Linked DNA regions of Anser cygnoides: region 2 is linked to region 1. A link is a contact called in public Hi-C data. All regions are on one chromosome and are shown on one strand. Each heading gives the region's core, a stretch centred on a gene start, on an enhancer-like site or on the middle of the called end of the contact. The rest is flanking DNA. Distances are from core to core; before and after follow the strand shown. Region 1 has its middle 280 kb from the start of NR2F2. Region 2 has its middle 61 kb from the start of NR2F2.

Region 1 (6,925 bases), core at 2,692-5,191:
AGTCCCAGAACTGGCCACTGTGTTAAGAATAAGAGGCAAAAGTGAAATTCCTTGGTAATAAAACTTCTGAGCCTTGACAACTGTGAGGTAATGCCATTTCTTGCAGCATTGCCTAGACCTTTCAAAGTACACTACTCTTTATTATATGCCTTTCCTCTGCCCCTAAACCTTCACTTCTAAAATGCACATCTCACAGGTAACTACTATATAATGTACTTTTCAATCAACCTCCTAATTCACTCAATGCAGCATGAGTTTTAGATAAACCAGGAAGATGTGAAATGCAGAATAAAAGGCTTAGGTTGTACAATATGACTCACCTGTTTTAAATCTTTTGCTATCTATGGAAAAAATACCGACAGAGCTCTTCTCCAGGGTAATTCATGGTGGCCCAGCTCTTCTCCCAGGTAGCGAGGACACTGCCTCGCTGCATCCCCACAAGCTCCTGCCCCAATCTTTTTGGAGGATTTACATCTTCTTTCAGCTCATTTTCACTGAGCCTTTTGTCAGGCCATGTGTAAGCAACAGAATGATGATTCCCTTAGATCCACCAGCTCTGCAGGGGGAATTTTGCCCAGTAAGCCCCAGTGCCTATGCTGGTATTCTCACTCTAATATGCTTCCCTGTTTCAGCCAGCAGTGGAACTGGATAGCACTGGAAGGACTTAGATGTTTTTGCTTTTTTGCTGTCTTTGGTTTCAAGAAAAAAAAAATCCTAAAGGTATAACAAAGGGTGAATCAGATTTCATCTGGAAAGCAGAACGAGAAGACTCGTAAGGGCCTGTCTCCTAATTACCAGATTTCCCATAACGTATGTGTAAATCCCCTAAACAGAAGAACCTAAATGCAGCATTAAAATTTGTGTTGTGGTTTGTAAGCAGATCCAAGCTTTTGCAAAGTAATTGCTGGCTGCTGCTGTTATTATTTACACTTGCACATGAAGACCATGGTGGGCTTGTCCCTGCTGGCAGTGTGGGTAGGTTTAAATTTACTCTGATCAAGTCAAAATACCCTGCAGAGAGGCTCAGGTTCAGTATCATGCTAATAAAGTGTGTGACTCTTGGACAAGAGCTGCTCTCCATCTGGCAAGCACAGAGCATGAGCTTGTGTAGGATTTCAGTTGTGTGCAGTAATCCCTACAGATGTACACAAAAGTTTTTTTGGGACCTAATACCTGAGAAATACATGCAAAAATACAGCCCCATCTCAAAAATACACACTCCAGAGATAACAATTATAGAGTTCACAGAAGTGCTTATAGATAAATGTAAGGGGCAGCTACTAATTATATACACAGATTTTCTTTCCTTTTTTTTTTTTTTCCTGCTTTAGTCAAGCTAATCTTTACTGTACAAGGTAGAGCATGGCCAATATGGAAACATCTGTGTTATGCAAATTCTCCTAAACTGGTTAGGTTCGGGAGAACCTTTAGGTATCAGGTAACTGAATATAGTTTGGAGCTGCTCCATGTAGAGAGAATCAGCATTTTCCAGCAAGTCTGTCTAGCAAAAAATCTGTGTGGTTATTTTTGATGCATACACAGATGTGGGCTTCTATGTTGACTGCTTTCAGCTGAAGCTAGTAGTAGTTTAAAAACTGAAAAAAATACTAAGGTACTGAGAAAACTAAAAGACAGATTAAATTCATCCTTAGATTTCCAAACCAAATTTCCAGCCATCTTAGTTGTGGTAGGCTTTTTTCACATCTTGAATGTTCTTTAAGAAACACCCCGTCTCTCTTCCATGGTCCCATACCACTTCCCTTGACATCCATAGTGAGGCAGTGAGTGGGTCCTGGACCTGCTAGATCCTCTCCATAGAGACTAGTAAGGCTGGAGCTGTTAATGCCAACCCAAGGCAAGAGAGTGTCCTTGCTGCATGATGAGTCATTGAGACTAATTGCAGGGGAAGACGCCAGCCCTTACAGAAAAGAAACCGCCAAGCTGATCTGGCAGCAGTTGGTGAAGATGAAGCTTTGGGACAACACTGGGTACCCCAGGACCTGGTATTGTGGGTCCAGCTCCTAAAACACCAGGTCTGCTATGCTGTGGACAACAGATGCAAAGGTCTTGAAAATGAATCCTGCCAAGGCAAATAGTTTTCAAAAAGTTGGGTTGCTTCACTGCTGGAAGGACTTGCTGCTATCTGGCACTGAAGCTCAGGGGATTAACATTTCGTACCCATAGCATTGAAATAAATAGGAAATAATTTCAGAAATTAAACAGAGTAGCCTGATGATTGTCTTTGTAAATGTAAGCTTGGCCTGGTACATTCATACTGGTCAGAGGTAAGTGACTCTTCTCTGAAAAATATTTTATATCACATTAATTGTAAACATGCTGAAATGGTCTCTGCTGCTCCTGCCGCTGATTCACTGGTGACCTGTATAAGGAGGCAACACATGCTTACTGTTAAAAAAAGAACAGAAGGATCATCTATTGCTCAGATGAAAGACAGAGACAAAATAACCAATCTGTAATGCAGATTTATTAATAGTCATTCACTGGTTTTCACTGAAATACTCTTCATGTAACCTTGACTTTATTAAGTAGTCCTTAAGGTGCATTTTGAAGACAGATAATGAGTTTGGGGAATAGTCTTATCTACATCAAGCTAATCTTTAACAGCTTGGAAGGGAACTCACAGAAACTTTTCCACTTTAAGTGACATAGCCATGTTCAAATCAAGCCTTTTAAAATGTCATTTTAATAGGAAGAGTTTACAGGTATTTTTAATAGCTACACTTCTTAGAGGAATTTGATTTAAACAAAGGTGATAGAAACATTTATTGAGTTTTTAATAGTATTAATGGGGCTGGAGGGAAGTGGCACTGGCGAAGTGGGAACACAACTGCCTGCAGTTGAGTGGCACTTCGTGTCGCGATTAATTGACAGGGCCACTCTTCCTTGGAAAAGCAGCTTCTTTCACAGTGGCGGTCTCTTTAAAGGGGAGGGCTGGTGGGAAGGCAGGGGTTTTGAATGGTATTTGGCTGCTGAGCATGCACATGCCGCATTGTCCCGCTTCCACGGGGAGAAGAAGTTTGCAAGAACCTCCTGACCCCGCGCCGACGCACCAACCGCTTGGGTGCGTGTGCATGGGCTAGAGACGGGTGGGGAGGGAAGGACAAAAGGAATGCAAAGAAAAGCAAACCAAGGGTCACTATTTTAATGAGACAGCTCTGAGATATCCCATCTGCACTTCTCCCCAGTTTGCAGGATGTCCTTGAGAATAATTTCACTTTTCCCATATGATGTGTAGAAATGCAGACGTGGATGTGCACCCATAGGCACACAGCAGCCTTTCCCTCTAGTTGCTCACACTGCTGGCTGAATCTTAACCCTCTTGGACAGCCAGAATCCTCTTCTGCTGATTCCAGTTGGCTTAGCTCATGTTGTTTTGCTTTCTTTATTGTTTGGGCATCATATGTCCCAGCTCTCCCGAGTGCACACACATTTGGTTTCTGACTAATGCGAGGCCTCCGTCAGAGAGACAGCGTTTGTCATCTAACATCCAGAGTCTCTTGGAGTCAGGTCATGACTCAGACACCACAAACTGTATACAGAACAGACCACAAATTCCTCCAGTAGGATTGAACAAGGCTTTCCGAGAAGCCACTTCCCCCACTGGTTATATCCTAACCCTGGCTGACAGGTAGCAAATAACCATAGCTCTCGTGGCATTTTTTGTGAATATTTTTTCTTACATTTTTTTGATTGTCGTATTCCTGGCTGTTTAAAATCCTGCCTTTGTGTGTGCATATAGAACATGCTTTTATCTAAAAAGGCGTTATGGTAATATCAGCACTGGTCAACATTAAGGTTCAAGGCTGAGGGTTTTGAATGGGCACCAAACGCTGGGGCGAAACTCAGCCTGCTTGCTTAAGGTTTCCTAGAGCTGCTCCTGTGTGCTTTGTGCACGAAACCCATAAATCGGCCGGGGTCTGCTTGAATGGCTCGTGAACTTTGGCAAAACCTTTCGATGAACCTGCTGGGGGCTGGGAGGAGTGAAGTTTAGGAGGAAACCTGACTCCAGGTGAGCTGCACAGGCTGGGGACTAGCACACATTTCCAATTTGAAGGCAGAATCAGAGTTAACAAATCTGCTAACAAGACTTGCACACTTGCTGACCAGCAGTAAATCCCATCTCGATTTATTACCAAATGCAGCACTTTGGCATGAGTCCTCCGTGTCATTTTGTAAGTGGATGGGGAGCAAGTCACAATCTTAAATCCTTGCTGGAAAACCTGGTCGTGAGAACCAGCTGGGGTACAGCTCTTTGATTTAACTTTTCTCTCTCTCCTTTTATTTTTATTTTTTTAAACAAACCAAGATAATTCATCTGCCAACGCACTATTCTGTGCTCTTTTGTCAATAGAAAAGTTGTTTTGCTAATGGTTATCTGTCTGCAAGTCCTTGACCTGCTTGTAAACACATTTCTGCAGGAAAACCCCAGGCCATGGCCTCGAGCCTTTACGTCAACAAGAAGAGATAAAGTGACCAAAACTTAACCTGATCTGGCCTGGAGTGCCCTCTACTGCCCCTTGACCAAATACTTCCCTAATCTGCGTCCTTCTGAAAGGAACAGATTGTTGTGTAAAGAAGTATTACCTGGAATGAAATCAATTTTCGGAGCCCAACTTCCTCCTCCCTTACCCCTGCCCGTAGCCCAAGCCAACTGAGTCGCTGGAGGTTAAGGAACAAGGTCTGGGTAGGTTTGGGTGGAAGGGCAGGAATTTTCCCCCAAAACACCCCTCTGCCCCTGCTCCAGGCGCCTGGCACGGCCGGCAGCCTGCAGGCGGTCCGTCACGCTGCGTTGTACGCACCACCTTCCAAGCCGTGGAACAAATGCGGGACAAAACCAAACTTGCCGATCAAGTTGCTTTTGAAAGCAGTTCTCTGATCCCCCAGGATTTGTTCTGGATTTGTTCCTCAATACATCCAGGATGTGGGGAGCTGCTAACACCCTGACAAGGCCCAAATTGTGGTGGGGGGCTCTGAGCTTTGTTCGTAAAAGGCTGGACTAGGAAAGTTGAGGTGTTCTGTAACAGGGAAATGCACCCTGTGGCAAGTCTGATGTTCAACACGAGAACGAGAAAGGAGAAAACACAGGGCAGCTCAGAGATAAGATGACAAACTCCAATTGCAGTTCACAACGGGAGCATTCATTGTGTTGTGCCTCTGTTTTCACCCTGCTTTAACCACTCGTGAAGCTGCTGCATGGGGAAGTTGGACACGAAGTGGGAAGCTGGTGGGTCATGTTCCCCAAAATCTTTGCTACCCCAAGCCAAATTTTTTTTGTTGTGATTCTCTACCCTTCCCTCCAGGACCCCGCAGTAGATAGACATATCTTCACAACCTGTGTGCCTGGGTAAAGTAGTGGTTTGGGCTGAGTATTGCACCCCTTACTTTCATAGGTAGGATTAATTCATTTTATGGAATTTCACAGGAAGCATTTCACTCTCTATTGCCCTTAGGTGGCATTTTTAGGAGACAAAGCAAAGACTTGTAGAAAAATGATACAGTTTTTATTTTTGCTTAACAACAACAAAAAATCATAAAATGTGTTTGCTATTTTTTGTTTGTTTGTTATGACAAAAAAAACTTTCAAAACTTTGATTTGGGTGTTTCACAACAAAACCTTTTTTCATAAAACATAACAAAGTCAAATGATCTGCAAAGGGATAATGAGATACTGCAACCAGTGTGATTTACAACTTCTCGATGCCATTCTCCAGTTGCTCAGATTGAGCTGGGCTGTGACTAAGTCTTGAATTAGCCAGACCTGATATGGGTAGATGATCACTGGATGTGAAACTGCACATGACAGTCCAGAAAACCCCTCAGGGTGTAAATTTTAAGGGGAAAAAAAAAAAAAACAAACAACTGAAGGAAAAAGCATCTGCTGAGCTGAAAATATTTTCCTGCATACTGGTACTGGGGTCCCTTAAACCCTGCAATATTTTCAGGATCTACCAGGCACAGTAGACAAGGCAGTTAACCCCAGGGTAGGATTCAGGCATGAAGCTGAAATCTATGCCCCAAAATATCTCCCACTTTTCTGGGAGACAGCTTTTTGTTTCTTTCTCCCATTCATTGCTAGGCACATTCTCCTACATTTAGGTATCCTCCAGGCTTCTACCAAGTGTCAGGAGGACACTGTGAGATCTTTCAGGTTTGATTCCAGCTGGGTTATTTCCTTAGGAGACAGCTGTTTCACAGTATTCTTCTGTGCTTTTAACCTTGTTTATCCATATAAGGCAGTTATAGTTCCAGCTTTGCATGGGGGGATTAATTTGCAGGCTTTAATCTAAACTGGACAAAAACTTTCAAGGTTGGCTTACAGGAGGTATCATTTCAGCTTCCCTGACAGAAAATCAAACTTTGGGAAACAAAACAATTTTTTTTTTTCTATAGAATGGGTCTATTTAAGGAAAAGTGATTTATTTTTTTTTTCCCCTGCAGAAAATTATTCTAAGAGAAAATTTTTCATCTCCCAAATTGGAAATGTATATTTTGACCTTGCTCAATAATTCAAAATTATTAGCCTTTTTTTTTTTTTTTTTTCTTACAGCATTTCTCTGTCTGTGTCCAAAATTTAGCAGGACTTTGAAGATGAATGCTATATCTAGTAAGCACCTTTTCAGATTGAAAAGATTAGTGCTATGGTGAAGACAACTTGCTTTTTTGTAAGGTACAGAGCTGTTTAATCAAAGAAGGACTGGCTGAATCTATTCAGTATTCTCAGCTACTTTCCAAACCAAACTTCTGAATACATGTTAGTTATTCTGATTAAGTCATACTCCTGAACTCCCTCCAGGTTCTGCACTGGAGATGATATTTATACGGCACTAATGGAGAAAACTTGGTGTGTTTCAAAAAATAATTCCCAAGAAAACCAAACTTGTATTAACAGATGTAACAAGGAAAT
Region 2 (6,925 bases), core at 2,864-5,363, 220 kb before region 1:
CTTTTGGAAATGACCCTTTAATGTAGTGACTAAAATTTAATTTAGGATATTTTGTTCTAAAAAGCACAAGCTTTGTTTCATAGGAGTAACACTGAGGCTTCCATGTTATTTACTGTGTCTTTGAGAAGCAAAAATGCATTTTGGAAGACTTTCTTTTTTTTCTGACTGCTCAGTCTGCAAACTCTCCTCAGACTTGTGTGCCATGCTGAGCTCCCACTGAGGTGTGTGCTCTTGCTAGCAACACAAATTCTGACTACACATCCTTCCAGTGATGGCTGTCTTGGCTCTTTCATGCTAAAACAAGCATAAAGTAATTTAACCTTAATTTTGTTTGTAAGATATGGAAGGAAACATGTTTCTAAAGCACATGGGAAGAGTCTTTTGAGAAAGAAACTGATTTTTTATGGGAGTTTTTATTTTTTTTTTTCCCAGTGTAATGCAGAACTTTGGATTTTGAATGAATTTTATTCTCCTGTGTGGGCCCTAATATAAAAGTTGTTACCCACCCTCATCTCCTGGAAGCTTTCAAACCATGGAACACCAGACAGTCCCTTCAGCTGGCCAAAGAAATTTCAATTTCAAACATCTTTATAAAGAAATGCAAGAACAGATGCTTGTATCTTGTTATTGTCTTAGTGCCTAATTTTCTTGACTTGTAACTGCAGAGGACTTCTGCCTGTATTAATGTAAATTTCAGTTTTTTTTTTCTGTGCAGTATCAAAGTTTTCTTCCTTTCCAGCTACTGATGTTATTGCTTAATGCTGGCAATACTCAGTTATCTTTATCTCATCTTGATCTATGCTTTTTATTTGAGTTGCAAAAAACCACAGTCACAATTCAGCCTAAGAAGATAAACTAAAGTAATTCAAGCCCAGTGAATGGTTTTATTCTCTTGTGTTCATACTTTCATAACTTACTACTTGTCTGATCCATTTTCAGCTGTAATGTACATATAATCAACCTTTTCAGACTTCTCACAAGAAAAGCTTTTGTTCACTGTGCAGTAATCAGTATTAAAGGCCTTTAAAATGGTGGAAGTCAATGACACTGGCACATTGTCCAGATACATTGTTGTTGATGAAGCGAACTGATATTACTGTGAAAGACCAATTTCATCTCAAAGTTCTTTCATCTGTGGTGATCACAACATTTTTCACATATTGTTCTTCACAATCATGTAAGTTGGTACCCACCTCTGATATTTCATTCTAGCTTTTTTTTTTTTCTTTTCCCAAGGTAGCTACAAAATGATTTGATAGCTTGGAATAGCATCGAAAGGCCTCAGTCCATTAATGGAGGCTCAACAGACACCATTTTTTTATATGGGATATATGTATTATACCATTCGGATCGGTGAAGACCTTGGTGTGACAAGATAGTCATCATGACTGTGATTGTGTCACTATTCGACACTAAGAGAGCAGCTCTTTAAAAATGAGCAAAAGCAGTGAAGTTATTAAGTCAGATTTCTCTTTCTAGGGGAGCACAGTACTGCATGCTTGGTTATAAACCTAAAACATAGGTTTCAAATCCTTTAATGTTAAACTTTTGATTAGATGCTTCAGTGTATGGAATTGCTGGGGAAATAATCATGTATTTGTCTCCCAATTTAAAATGTTTATTTTTGACCCATTTCAAATTAGATTTCTGAGGTGTTGGATGTCTGAAATGAGGTCCTTCAAATTTTAGTCACCATTAATAAGCAACTTATAATGGTCTCCACTGCTTTATAGCCTGTTGATTCAACTGATATTCAAAATTTGGTTCTATACTAGGGTGGGGAACACCCTTGCATCACCCAAAGTTGCCCCACAGAGGAAGAAAACACTGACTGGAGTCTCTGGCTCTGATTACTTTCTGTTTGCCCTTAGGGTGTCCAGCTGCTGAAAGGCAAGCTCTTATTAGTTTCACCACTATATGAAGCAGCTTTGAAGACAGTTGGTTTTGGGGCACCTTTTTGACTAGGGTACCAAGTAGAAGGGCTTACAGACAGTGGCATTCAAAACGAATTGCATCTGATGCAGTTTTATACCTTGATGTTGTCTGAAAACATATTTGGATGGAAACATTGGTACTTTTTAATCTAAGTCAAAGCTTATTAGGTGCAATGTTTTTTGTTAGATACTATAATAAAACTGGAAAGAACAGACAGCTGTTGGGCATTGGAAGCCTTCCTTATGTCTGAAACACAGCATCAGGCCTGGCTAAATAGAGTTGAAAATAGTTGCCACATGTTAACTATATTGGAAATGTTAATTATGGAACTGTTTGATACTCATGAGAAGAAAATAAAGAAAAAGCTTCTTTTCAGGTTTTCCTACTTCCATCCTGTTTAAAAAATAAATACCTATCTTCTAATTTTTCTCATCAAAGAGAATAAATAACGGTTTGGATTTTTTCCATCACTTTTTTTTCCCTCCTTTGCAGTCCCATCCTTCTCCCTGTTTTTACTAGTTTTTGGACTAACACTTTCAGATCTTTAACTCTGGAGAAGTTACAGAAGGGGAACAAAAGAAAATTGAAACTCTCTAAAGTGGTTGTGCTAGTTTCATTTTTCTTTCTGCTGTTACAACTTTTCCAAACCAAACTGAAATTTTGGATATCATTCACTTATTCAACTACACTAACAAAAAGGAAAAATGAGAGGAAATGGACAGGGAACAAAAATAATTCCAGCACTTGCAAAAAATATCATGTAAACAGTAAAAAAAAAAATCAAATTATTATATTTTGGACCTTTTCAAGTGGAAAACACGTGAGTTTTGATTTTTTTTAATGAAAAAGTTCTTCCATTTTTCGGCTGCTTTGCAAAATCTGAAGACCTCAGCTGTTTTCATCACTAGTGTTACTGCATTTCTACTTGTCTTGGATCTTGCTTTTACAAGATGCTATCGCTGCTATGCTGTGTCTCTTCTGAATTAACTGAGCTTTTCAGCTGCATATTTTAAGTCTACACGAGTCAAACGTTCATTGGACTCATCAGTCATCAGCCCCATATATCACTAATGCCAACTATGATACTAAGATGACTCATGTCCTAATTATTTTGAATAACAAGTGTGCTCTTGTGATAGGACAATATGATTTTGCTTGCTACAGAATGGATTGGCAGAAAGTGGCCACATAAAGCAGGCTTGCAAAACAATCATGAAAATGCATGTTGGCACAAAATTGCTCACTCTTCCCTATTTTCACAAGTTTTTTTTTTCCCCAGTGGGTCCATTAAGCCCCTTTCCCCTGGCTCTTTGTAGGTAACAGGTACTTGAAAGTTTAAACCTGACAATAAAATACACACTTTTAAATTACTTTTATGCAGTTGAATTATTTCAGCTGTGATGTGTTATGAAAACTAACTAGGCAAAAGATCCACCAAAGTGGTTGTATTTTTTTGTGACTGTAATTCCCTTTTGATCACTCAACATCTATAATGCAAGAGAACCCTGGTAACACTACTTTATGTGTATTACATCTTCTATACCTGTTAATAAAAAAGAGAAGAAATCTCAGGCAGACCTGGTGGACATCATGTTGGCTTTCATCATATGAGATAAATGTGGAGCCCAGGGAAACTACTGGACCATGAAATAGAATAGTTCATGTGGAAGGGACCTACAGAGATCATCAAGTCCACTGACCACTTCAGGACTGAACAAAAGTTAAAGCATGTTATTAATGCTGGACTGTAAATTGTAGTGTCTTGAGTGGGGGCCTGTCCTGTTCAGAGCATGGCATGTGATGGTGTGAAACACTTTGGACCGTAATTGCTTGCCCTCTTCTGGTTTAACACCTCAGTGATTCAACACCCCAAGATTTTGCCAGGAGATAGGTGGTGCTGAGCTCTGCTCTCCTCCAAGCAGCCTCACTCACAGCAGTACCCGAGCTAGCTACTTTAAAGCATCTCTATGCTGTTCTGTAGTTTACTGAAGACTTTATATTTACAACATTGACCACGGAAGGCTGCCTCTCATTTGCAATCTTCAGATGTAGTCAAAGAGGTTGTTATGTTCCAGCAACATCTATCACTCATTGACCAGGAAGACCCTTGTGCAGTTGTTGCCCCCACCTCCATACCTTGTAGCCACATGTTAATAGGTGGCAATTACTTGGTTGTGGTTTTATAACCATTTGGTTCCCACAGTACTTCAAGAAGCAATGAGCAGAGTTTTGCTTCCAAGTGAGCGTATTGGGAAGTTTCCTTTCATTCTTTGAGATGTGAAGTTGTCCAGACTATCCATGTTGTAGGCGGGTGACAATGAAACGCTTGGCAAAGTTATCCTAAATCCCCACCAGCAGAAAACAAACTGTTTCTGAGACAAAGTTGCCCTTTTAAGCTCAAATGGAAAACAAGAAGGTAAAATGTAGAGGAGCATGTGGACCACACAAAATGTAAACCGCTAGCTGATCTTTGGCCTGATCCAAACAAATACTGTTGAAATCATTGAAAATATGCCAATTGACTTCTGTGGGATTTGCAGCAGGTTCTAAGTTGGCAACTATCCTTTCTAGCAAACAAATCTTGTCTACTTTTACATTTCAGGCTTGTAGTTAATCAAGTTACCGAGACAGAAATGTCTTTGGCATGGACATGTTTCTCTGTTTCTTTTCCCTGCAACTAATAATGTTTCCACACAAATCACTTCCAAAAAAACTCAAAGGCCAGTATTTAGATAAGCAATATCAAAATGCTTCAGCATTAAGCTGTGATAAGTATTTCCTCCTGTTTGTTGTAAGAAAGAAGGTTTTACACAAGCCATGTAGTCTTAACTTTCACCAAGTTAAATAAAGGTTTAGTAAAGGATTTTGTGCCCTTTTAACCCCCAATAACCAGAGTGCATCCTGTGTGACCATTCATTACGTATGAAATGGCTGTAATTTATACCAAATGGGGTAGGTGAATTCAAACAGAAAGATACCAGCGATGATAAAAAGATAACACTTCTCCGTAACAGATGCTTCATTTTATGATGGAAATGGGGAAGCTGAATGCTGCAGGTGCCGGGCTGACACTAGGCCTGTGGAGAATCATTAGAGCCTCCTCAGAGATCTAGGTTTACTCTGTGTTTAATCAGCCACAGTCAGAAGAAATGGCTTCATTTCAGCTTGATGAGAGCCAGATTACAAAAGGAAGATAGATGGCCAATAAGGTTCATCACTATAAGCATATTGTCTTAATTTGAAGAAACAAGCTGGCATTCTGTGCTGAGGAAAAGTGAAGTGCAATATGGCTAGTATCAAAAACTAGTTATTTAAAGTCTCCCTGCTCCCCACAATGAAAATATTCTGGCTGTTCTTCCTTTGACTAAAATATTACAAAATATTGCATATGCTGCAAATGCCCAAGTTTACTCAGAAGATACCTCTGCTTTGGGTTCCGAAATGCTGAAACCTCTCAAAGTCATTTTGCTTGTCTTAATTCTCCAGCCACTTATTTATACTTACATATATTGTAAGCATAAATATGTTTCTGTGTAATCACGAGTGAAAAGGTTTGAATGGACTATTGATCAAAAAAAGTCTCTGAGCATAATATGAACACGCACCGTCTAAAAGGGTCGCGGTGCAGCCATCTATCATGACTTTCCACGACAGGACAATGAGGCTGTCAGCTGGGGGCTTGCCGTGACAGGGGATGGGCCTTTGGGAAAAAAATAATAAAATAAAATAGGGACCTATGCCAGGGAACTTGTTCGTATAAAAGATAAACACAACCAGAGTTCTCTGCTTCCCGAACGAACCGTGTGATTCATTGCTATTGCTTAGCTTTTCCTTAGAGCTGGCTTTTTCCTCTTGTGCATGGACTGACTTTTATAAGGTTCAGGAGTGCTCCTTTGAACCAGCAGAGCTCTCAGGATAGGAGTATTGGGGCCTAGCAGGATGATAGGAACAGTATAATTATTACTGTTTATTTTACAGTAGAATCCAGATGTTTTTATTGAAGTTGGAACCTTTTAGTATCAGGCAATCTGCAAATATGTGCAACAGTGATTTTTCTTCCTGTTTTGAATTGTGAATCCATAGGAATTTTCTCTTCAGTGGTAAATTTAAACATCCTAACAATAGGTTTACTTTTCTAAATTCTCACAGATCTCTTAAAGGAAGTCCTGTGCCCTGGGGCTACCCAGATCACTCGTGCAGAGCTTGGGGAACAAAACCATTGAGCATGATAGCTATAGTTAGGGAAAGCTGGGGACTGAATTCAAGATAAATTGGGAATTGTAGTAAATGAATCCCTGTCTCAAAAGAAGTGGTGTGATAAGTGCTTGATCCATAAAGCCTCAGAAATCAGACTTTCCAGTAACTTACTGGATTTTGGAGCAGGCCCAAAGGTGTAAGAAAGCAGAAGACTTGGGGAAAAAGAGAAGACAGAAGGGAAAGCAGGAGACAGAAGAACATGGAAAACTGAAAGCATTAAAAGGATGCTTTAACAAATGCTATTGTGTGTATAATTTTGTAATTGTAATGAGCATTGTAATGATTTTCTATGTGTTGAAGAATTAGTGTGTGGTGGATTGTTTTGACGGGTGAAACTATAGTTAATTTATGGAGTTTGGGAAGCTCTGAGACTAATCCTGCTTGAGGGAGAAGTGGATAGTCAGGTTGAGCTCAGGACAAAAACGACTGAGATGAAGGAATGGTTGTGGGGGGGCCCAACTGGGAAGCGTCCTTGGATTAAAACAAGAATTTTGCGCCTTGATGCAGTGGAGGAAGAAGAGGAACTGATAGAAAATATGAAAAAAGCATGATACAGCCAGAAGAATTGGGCCTTAAGTTGGTCTTGAACAATATTTTTGACAAAGTCCCAGAGGATATTGTGCTTTGCTCAAGACATACTGCAGCCCAGCGGAGTCACCATGGCAGAGGAAATGGAAAAAAGATGAGCAGAGTACTTCTCAGAAGACGGGGCCTGAATGAGTGTTCCCAGATA

Evidence for each region. Hi-C and Micro-C count contacts between places; a contact is called where the count stands out from the background.
Region 2: a contact with region 1 is called in a Hi-C map of liver, with 8 times the contacts expected there. The contact joins two enhancer-like sites. A contact is called at or near these places in 2 of 7 Hi-C or Micro-C datasets (both in liver).

Annotation. Positions count from the first base shown.
Region 1 is chr11:5,574,675-5,581,599 of Taihu_goose_T2T_genome, forward strand. No RefSeq gene overlaps it. Among named protein-coding and RNA genes, the nearest start is that of NR2F2, 280 kb to the left of the region's middle. Within about 2 kb of position 3,942, at least 1 of the 3 cell types and tissues checked has open chromatin away from gene starts, as enhancers often do. A contact at or near this core is called in liver, where this site is marked.
Region 2 is chr11:5,353,503-5,360,427 of Taihu_goose_T2T_genome, forward strand. No RefSeq gene overlaps it. Among named protein-coding and RNA genes, the nearest start is that of NR2F2, 61 kb to the left of the region's middle. Within about 2 kb of position 4,114, at least 1 of the 3 cell types and tissues checked has open chromatin away from gene starts, as enhancers often do. A contact at or near this core is called in liver, where this site is marked.